Regions from separate parts of the Mus musculus genome. Here regions 2 and 3 are each linked to region 1. A link is a contact called in public Hi-C and Micro-C data. All regions are on one chromosome and are shown on one strand. Each heading gives the region's core, a stretch centred on a gene start, on an enhancer-like site or on the middle of the called end of the contact. The rest is flanking DNA. Distances are from core to core; before and after follow the strand shown. Region 1 has its middle 7.4 kb from the start of Gm34322. Region 2 has its middle 23 kb from the start of Gm39350. Region 3 has its middle 22 kb from the start of Gm39350.

What was found. A called contact is a pair of places that touch in the nucleus more often than the background predicts.
Region 2: a contact with region 1 is called in a Micro-C map of muscle stem cells, with 6 times the contacts expected there. The contact joins two enhancer-like sites. A contact is called at or near these places in 5 of 484 Hi-C or Micro-C datasets (embryonic stem cells, muscle stem cells, nephron progenitors and 1 more) and 2 of 115 datasets of contacts at active chromatin or transcription factors (double positive thymocytes and embryonic stem cells).
Region 3: a Hi-C map of the N1E-115 cell line shows a contact between it and region 1, with 2.9 times the contacts expected there. The contact joins two enhancer-like sites. A contact is called at or near these places in 1 of 484 Hi-C or Micro-C datasets (the N1E-115 cell line), 3 of 115 datasets of contacts at active chromatin or transcription factors (bone marrow-derived dendritic cells, embryonic basal ganglia and embryonic stem cells) and 1 of 9 other capture datasets (embryonic stem cells).

What each region holds. Positions count from the first base shown.
Region 1 is chr9:61,433,894-61,436,737 of GRCm38.p6, forward strand. No RefSeq gene overlaps it. Among named protein-coding and RNA genes, the nearest start is that of Gm34322, 7.4 kb to the right of the region's middle. Within about 2 kb of position 1,373, at least 131 of the 459 cell types and tissues checked have an H3K27ac peak or open chromatin away from gene starts, as enhancers often do. A contact at or near this core is called in the N1E-115 cell line, embryonic basal ganglia and muscle stem cells, where this site is marked.
Region 2 is chr9:61,617,256-61,620,099 of GRCm38.p6, forward strand. No RefSeq gene overlaps it. Among named protein-coding and RNA genes, the nearest start is that of Gm39350, 23 kb to the left of the region's middle. Within about 2 kb of position 1,411, at least 79 of the 459 cell types and tissues checked have an H3K27ac peak or open chromatin away from gene starts, as enhancers often do. A contact at or near this core is called in muscle stem cells, where this site is marked.
Region 3 is chr9:61,572,275-61,575,118 of GRCm38.p6, forward strand. No RefSeq gene overlaps it. Among named protein-coding and RNA genes, the nearest start is that of Gm39350, 22 kb to the right of the region's middle. Within about 2 kb of position 1,502, at least 65 of the 459 cell types and tissues checked have an H3K27ac peak or open chromatin away from gene starts, as enhancers often do. A contact at or near this core is called in the N1E-115 cell line and embryonic basal ganglia, where this site is marked.

The DNA of each region.
Region 1 (2,844 bases), core at 123-2,622:
GTGTATCTGTGCCTCAGTTTCCCTCCTAGAACATGGAGGGGAAACCAGATCTCAGAAAGCCAACCTGTGCCACCATAGACAAAAACCCCAGAACAGCCTTAGTTCTGCTCTACCACAACCCCATTCTGCATGCTGGATGTCAGATCAGCTGTGTGGAGGGGCCCAGGCCCCCATTTGCCTTACACCCATGGGCACCCCGCTCAAGTCCTAGCCCAGCCCCAAGGCGGCTCATCTCAGCACTCTAGGCCACCGTGAGCACAGCGGCTGCTCTTGCCCCTCAGGCGGCCAGGCTGAGCAGATGGCAGGGGAGGCAGCGGGCTGTCAGCTGCTGTTATCTCTTGCTGATGACACGGAGTGTAAATTTTGTTGGCAACACTCCCTCCTGCCTCTGCATGCCACCAGCTTTAATCACTGTAATTGAGTTATAATGAATGATTGTGCATTCACATTGTCTGAGCCAGGCACAGCCGGAACAAGCCAGTGAGCTGGGCGGTCCAGGCAGGGATCTGCACTACTCACAGAGGGGGCATTGCCTCCCTCCGGGCCTCAGACTTGAGTCCCGGGCTTTGCCCGCCTTCAGTTTTCTTCCCCAGTATGGAGGTGGCTATCCCCACAGTGTGTGCATACCTTGTGCTTTACTGTATTATCAATTTGAAATGACAATGAATTCAGACTGTGGAGAATTGGGGAGATATAGATAAACAAGAAGAAAAAGAGTGACAATGATAGAGGCCACTGTGTCCCAGACACAGGGTTATAGTCAAACTGCTGTCCTCTTCATTTTGGTATTCTTTCAGAGTTCATGGCTTTAAAAAAAAAAAAAATTCATTTAAAAAAAAATAGAATCTCTAGCCCAGGCTATTCTTGAACTCACTATGTAGCCAAGGATGACTCTAACATCTCTGTTCCTCTACCTTCCAAGTGCCAAGATCATAGGCATGTACCATTACCTTGGATTTATGCCATGCTGGGGGTGCAGGGGGATGCTAGGCACATACTCTCTGAGCTACAGAGTCAGCCTTTAGATGTCTGTTCTGCTTTGCTTTGCTTTGCTTTGCTTTGCTTTGCTTTGCTTTGCTTTGCTTTGCTTTGCTTTGCTTTGCTTTGCTTTGCTTTGCTTTGCTTTGTTTTGTTTTTGAGACAGGGTTTCTCCGTGCAGCCCTGGCTATCCTGGAACTCGCTCTGTAGACCAGGGGAATCTGCCTGCCTTTGCCTCTCAAGTACTGGGACTAAAGACATGCTCAGACTGCCCAGCTTTTCAGACTTTAAAAAACATGAGAGGAGTTACAGTTGCTGCTCTCCCCCATACTGCTGTAGTGAAGTCTGAGTGAGTCCTCATCACAAGACCTATTGCACCAACTCTGCTGTGGGAGGGGCACTCTCCAGAGCTGTCAGCCTAGGCTCAGAGGCTGTGTGTCCCGCCCCCTCCTACTTCACACAGCTGGAAGGCTGGCTGCCCAGCTGCAACCTCTTGCTGAGCCTGCTTAGGGTAGGGCACTCAGCATGCAAATGACAAATGACTCTGCTCTGAAACATTAGGCATTTCTCCCTCCGCACTTTCTCCAGACCCCCTCTACACAGAGAAGCAAGAGCTTAAGGTTTATCTCTTCCAGGAAACCAGGGGTAATGAGCATCCCCGAGTTCTGCTGCCGCTGGCTGAGTTGGAGCGCAGCTGTGATGGTTAATCTCAGTTGACAACTTGACAGAATCTAGAATCACCTGGGATGGGCCTCTGGGCATGACTAAGGGGAATTCTGTTGATTAGGCTAATTGAGATGGAAAACCCTGCCCACTGTGGGTGGTACCATTCCCATGAGCTAGGATCCCGGACTCTATAAAAAGGAGAAAGTGAGCTGAGCCCCAGCCTCCATTGCTTCCTGACTGCAGGTACAGTGTGACTAGCATCCATTGCTCTCTGCTTCCTGACTGTAGATACAGTGTGACCAGCTGCCACTCCGGCTTCTTCATGTCTCTTTTGTCATCGTGAACTATAACCTGAAACTGTAAGCTGAAATAAAGCCCTTTTCCTTTACATTGCTTTTTTCAGAGTTTCTATTTTTTAATCAAAGTCACAGGAAAAGAAACTAAGACAGGGAGGGCCCTACATAATTTGCTGTTCCATCTGTCGGGGAGGGTGAGAGGATCTTTTTAAGGTGTCCTTTCAGCTCTGACACTATACCAATAGCTGATGCCACTTCATTACATCCAGAGACTCAGTGATGACAAGGGACAGAGCAGTCACCAGAGACTGGTAGGGATTACCCCCAGGGGACAATGGAGGAAAGAAAGGATATGAATCTCTGTGCCAGGCCATGGTCCTGTGGGGCAGATCCTGGTCACCCTAATATGAGAAGCAGTGGGCTGGAGGCCAGCAGACAGGATCACATGCAAGCTCCACATGGCTCCTTTCCATATTTGCCCAGAGCCTGGGAGCTCTGCTCTACAGTGATGAGCTCAGAAGTCAGAGGTCACCTGATGCGTTTTCCACTCTTCCCTGTAGCAGGGTTTACCCTTCTCTCCCTGGCCCACCCCACTTTCTCTGTTTTTTCTGTTTTTGTTTAGTTTTGTTTTTGAGACGGTCTCCTGCAATCCATGCAGGCCTTGAATTCACTCTGTGAGTGCTGACCATTAGCTCCTGATCCACAAGTGCCACACAGCTACATCCTAGCACAGCTTTTACTTTCTATCAAGTGATGAGAATTTTATATAAAAATGTAGTATTTACATTTTATAGGGATATTTACAAATAAATAAGATTTACAATACTTAAATAATACTTCTTCATAGAGATGTACCCACTGAGCCCTATAGTGTAGGCACTGTGTATGGGCTATGCCCCCCTTT
Region 2 (2,844 bases), core at 161-2,660, 180 kb after region 1:
TCTTTATAACTACGATTTTGCAACTGATATGAATCATAATGTAAATAACTTTGGAGCTAGAGGTTTGTCAAAGGGGTTGAGACCCACAGGTTGAGAACGGCTGACCTAGAGGGAGGCCTGCCTTCCATATAGATAACTTAGCTGAGCTCCACCTCCGTAGACCAACTCTGGCAGTCAGGAGCTGGTGGGGACCAGATAGAGCAACCCCCTACCCCTACCCTAGTGTCTGTGGAGATGTTTCCCTAAGCTAGGGCTGGGGCAGAGCTGGGAAGTCAAGCTTTCCTCCTCTGGATGCTCAAAGATCCCAGGAACAGATCCATGGAGGACCCAGAATGTACTGGGAAAGAAAGAAGGCTATTTGAGCTCACCAGGCCTGCTAAAATGGAGGACCACAGGCTGTCAGTGACAGAGGAAATCAGTTTCCTCCAGGTCTGGAGGCCGCCATCCACGGTCAAGAGAGGGCAGGCTGATGTCTTCTGAGGCCTTCTTTCCTGGGCTTAGAGATGGCTATCTCCTTCCTGTGCCTTCCCACTGTCCCCTCAACCCCCACTGTAAATACTGTGTCCTAAATTCCTCCTCTTCTAAGGACACAGTCTTACTGGATTAAGGTTTACCTCAACGCCCTCTTTTTACTTCACCGCTATAAAAGCTGAGCCCAGATAGAAGTCCTGAGGTCTAAGGAGTCGCTGACATATGAATCCGATAGGACATAGTTCAATCCACTCTAGAGACCCAGGGGTTGATAAATGTACTTCTTGTGTCTCTGAGACAGCCGGGACCTCAGCACCTGTAAACCCACCCAGCTACAACTCACTGAGCGAGCGCATTGCTGACCCTTTGAGACCCCCCACCCTCACTACCCTGGCAATAACTGTTCTCCTGAGTCAACAGCTCTCAGGTTCCAGATTACCTCTTGGTAGGGAAGCCACTGAGGGTAAGAGAAGACCCCTGCCCTGACTCTGAGCCCCTCAGTAACGGGTCCTCCTCAAACCTGAGCTTATCAGCCCATGGCTAGGATCCCGTAACTTGGGATGACATTCTCAGAGCACTTCCGGAGCGCTCGGCCTCCTTTCTCAACAGGCAGAGGGGACTTCTGGTTTGCTGCTCATGGGAAAAAACAACAACAACAACAACAAAAAAAAAAAAACCACAAAAAAACCCCAAGAAATTCCAGTAAGGGATTAATGACTTAATTATAAATGCAGTTTGGAAATGTAAAGGTTATTAAGGAGGGAGAGAGATGCATGCTAATAAGAGACACGCTATTAACAGCAGAATAAAGATCCATTGTTGGCGCCACCATAAAGTTTTCCAAGTTTGGTAATAAAAACCACCTGGCCTGCACCAGGCTGGCTGCCATGGTGACGCACCGCGCTCTGGATCCGGCTAATGAGGCTTGTCTGCCGGCCTCTGATCATGCTCCCTAGGGGGTTTAGGCTTCCTGGTAAAATTGGCCCACAGGCCTCAAACCACTGCAGAGACAGGCAGGCCCCCAGCTTCTCAGCTACCGCCCACTGGGCCCTGAGCGCTTTGAGAGTCACCAGAAACAAGCCATTCCTGTTCCCACAGGAAACTAGCAGGCTGTTCTAAGCTGTGTGACCTTGCCCCTGTTTCTCAACCTCTCTGAGCCTGTTTCCTCATCTGCAAAGCGTGGAGATCTTACATCTGGCTCTAGGGAAGAGACACACACATGTAAAGTACCTCACACAATCATGGGACCGTCTTCAGAGGCAAGAGCACCAGAGCATCTCCTTCCAGTAACCCCACTCTAGCCTACTTGTCTCAGGTTACCTGGCAGCCCCACCCCTAACTGTGTCTGACCTCATTCACCACAGTGTGCCCCGGCACCCTCCCAATTTGGGCTCCCACATTCTTGAGGCTCTTGTAGATGCCACTCACACAACTCTGGCTGACCTCAGCTTAGGACATCTCTGGACAGCCCTGGCCCCACCCTGGGCTTGGTCATGGAACTTCACTTTGTGCTTCCTAACAACTGTAGAAAGATGGATGGCAGAGGAATGAGGAAAGGCTGAGGGGAAACTGCTGTGGCAGCTGGAATGGGCTGGGTCTGAAAAGTCTACTCCAGGCCCATTCCCTGGAAGCCTCAGTGTTCTCATCTGCAAAATGGCAACAATACTCCCTCTGGAAGACTTCCATGTGGGAAAGCTCTCACCAGCACAGGTTTTCAGTAAGGGCTCCTAACCATTGTTCTTTGTGTGTGTGTGTGTGCTCCAGGCAAGGGGCATGTGGGAGTAGGTATGCATGTTAGCATGTATGTGCACATGATGCAAACGCCTGCGGTGGACGCAGCTAGTTAGCTTGCTCCAGGGATAGGCTGCCTCTGCCTCCCTCCTGCTGGGATTGCAGGGGTGCTGCTGTGCACACTGAGCACTTACATGGCTGCTGGGGATTCGAACTCCCGTCCTCATCCTTGTGCAGCAAACACTTTCATCAGCTGAGCCACCTTACAGGGAAGTGGGGACAGGAGGAGCAGGGGAGGGAGCTGGCTCATCTAAAAATGGGGAAGGTAATGAAGAAATCTCCATCTAATTAGACGGGCTGCAGTTTTAATCAGACAGAGTTTCTCTGGCAAAACCTGTTTGCATGTTTTCTGTCATTCAGCCAATGTGTTAATTAGGCAAATAATATTAATAATGATATTCACTTTGGGAAAGTTAAGAGGGGAGGAGAAGGTGGAAGTGACAGTTTGGGGCTGAGCAGCCTGGAGCAGGGAGGGGTGTTTAAACTCAGAGGCAGCAGAGAGTAGAAGCAAGGGGTCTGAAGACATGCTGGCCAGGTAACCCAGCTCAGTCCGAGGTTCTCTACGCTTCAGTTTCCACATCA
Region 3 (2,844 bases), core at 252-2,751, 140 kb after region 1:
CTTGGGTCCTCTTATCTTCCTGGTCCAGTGAATGAGTCACGGGAACTGTGACTGCCTAGGCCTCTTGATGAGACAGCACAGGGGCTTACGCAGAAGTTGTTCATCCAGAGCTATGACAGGAGAATGGAGCAGGTTGAGAGAAAGCCAGCCTAGGTGCAGATCCTCAGGTCTCAAGGGGTTAAATGAATTTCTTGACTTTGGATTTAACAGGGGTCTAGGGGTACAACTGTTTTACCTTGAGTATCATATGGGATAATGACATGTGATATACAGACATACCTAGAGACAACTGCCACCTGGGACAATAAGCAGATGGCAAATACCAAACTCCTACATAATCAGAAGGGACCATCTAGTCCATCCCTTAAGAGAAACAAGGCCAGAATCTCATAACTTTTTGGCAGAGTTGAGGCTGTGGGACCCAGCAGAAATGAAAATCTTGGAGGTAGAGAGTCAGGAGGCTTGGAAGTGACCCTCAATGGCTTGTCAACTGTGTGAGCTTGGGTTAGTCCCATATCCCCAGGTCTACACAGCCTTGCCTGAGAAACAGCAGTTCAGGTCTTGTCCTGTTGAATCATTGCCTGACATGAGCACTGGCCAAGAGTTCCCAGCCTAGGGCGTATAAAGGACCCCGGTTCACTTTGATTTAAGTGGCCTGTGCCTTCCCCAAGTCCCAAGCAACCATCTTCAGAGGTTTCCCTCAACTCCACTGACCTCTGTTTGACCACTCTGCACTCCAGAGGAAGAAGACATACAACTCCTAGCTGTGACTGCCTTAGCCTGGCATTGCGAGTTCTGTGGAGACAGACCCAGGAGAGGGCAAATTGTCTCACCTGGTGACTGTCTGGGAACAGGCATGGAGCCAAGCTCAGTCCTGTCCCCATACTTTCTCCATGAACTTAGTCCTCTGTGCAGTTTGTGAGAACTACCCTGTCTATTCCACAGGGAAAAGAGACAGAGATACCAAAGGCCAAGGTCATGGAATCAGAGTTTGAATTCTTGGGTGGCCTAGGCCTGGATCTCCATCTTTCTACCAGCAGAGATGGTGCAGGAGTTGGGGGCTGGGGCCTCTGCCTTTGGAGCCCTGTTTATATCAAGAGGCTTTTGAGCATCTGCCAGCCAGAGCTTCTCGTACTGACAACTGGGGGTGGAAATGACAGGTGGGATCACCTGGTAGCCTCGGGAGAGGGCAAGAAAGGCACTGGGGACAGGAGAGGACATCCGCGGAACACCCTGGCATCCCTTTCCCATACTCTTGTCCTCACGGTTGTGTGCATTTTTTCCTATGCATCCAACGCCCCGTGGGTAAACCTGTCCTCAGCTTCTTCATCTAGACCCTTTTGAGCATCAGGGCTCAGGAGGAGCACGGGCCATCACTCCCCTGCCTTATAAGGAACAATGATGCCCTCTTATCCCATTTGCCACCCTCCCAGGGCTGCCAAGATGAGGAATAGGCGTTGATTGAAGCCACAGCAAACCGGGCCAGAGCTGCCCACGGTGCAGAGAAACAGGCGCTGCTCTGAAAGCACATTCTGTTCTCTCGTCTCCTCTCTAATGAAAACCCTCCTGTAATCTGCTGGTGCCGGGCACTGGAGCATGAATTATTCAGAGAAGTCTCTGTGCTACGTTATCTCCCCTCCCCCGGGACGCCCCTACCATTGTCCGCCCTGATGGGTCATTACGCACTCTGTGAATTTAATCTTTTAGGCTATCCACCGCACAGGGGGAAAAATGTATGAATAACAATTTTCCTGTAATAACCTTCAACTAACCTTTCAACCAGACTGAGTCATTCCCGTCCTATTTTCGCATCAAGAGGAGTCAAAGGCAGGCAATTACCTCTTATCTGTTTCCAAGGCTGCCCCCGCCCCTGCTGCACCCTTAATTTTTAAAGGGGTGTTGAAGAATGTGGTAGGAGCCAGGAAATGAAGGAGGCGGGAGGGAGGGCTGCGAAGGATTGCACGGTAAGAGGCAGGCGTGGAGATGCCAAGGCCAAGTCTGAAGGAGGAGTCTTGAATCTCAGCCTTCCATTAAGGACTTGGGATGTGACCTACCCGTGTCCCATAACACTATCAGAGTTTCCTCTCACAGGCTAGGAAGGCTGGTTTTCATTTCTTACTAAGACGGGTGTCTCCCGGGCCCAGAGACTTCCACAGATCTCTTCCAGGTATGGCAAGGTATGGCAGATTCAGAATTCTGACTCCTAGCAAGAGATTTTGGTCATCATGCTGCTGACATGGGAGAGTGGGGGGGGGGGGGGGAGGCAGGTCTTCGTTCATCCACCAGAGATGCCTCATTTACCTTAAGCTCTCTGCAAGGCAAACACATGGAAGAACCTTTGGTAAGTCTCTATTCTGAGCCTGGGAAGAGCAGGTTGTCAGTAGAACAGGATAGGAAAAGAGTCGGTTCCAGTCAGTACCGCCTGGGTCAGACATCTTCGTGAAGCTTCCCCTAACCATTTCTCCTGCTGTAGTTCCCTTTTTGTTACTATGACTTGGATCAAAAGAAACTCAGAGGAGGGGAAGGTTTCTTTCAGCTTACAGGTTGCATTCCATCATGGAGGAAACTCAAGGTAGGAACCTGAGGGCAGGACTTGAGAACTTAGAGCTGAAGGAGTATAGCAGAAACCATGGAGAAGTGTTGCCTTCTCATTCATAGCTAGCCTTCTTAGACAGCCCAGGACCACCTGCCTAGGGAATGGCACCGCCCACAGTGTTGAAATACACACACACACACACACACACACACACACACACACACACACACACACCACACCACACCACACCCATGCATATAAATACCTAACAGCCAAGACAATGCATACACACAGGCCACTTTGATGAG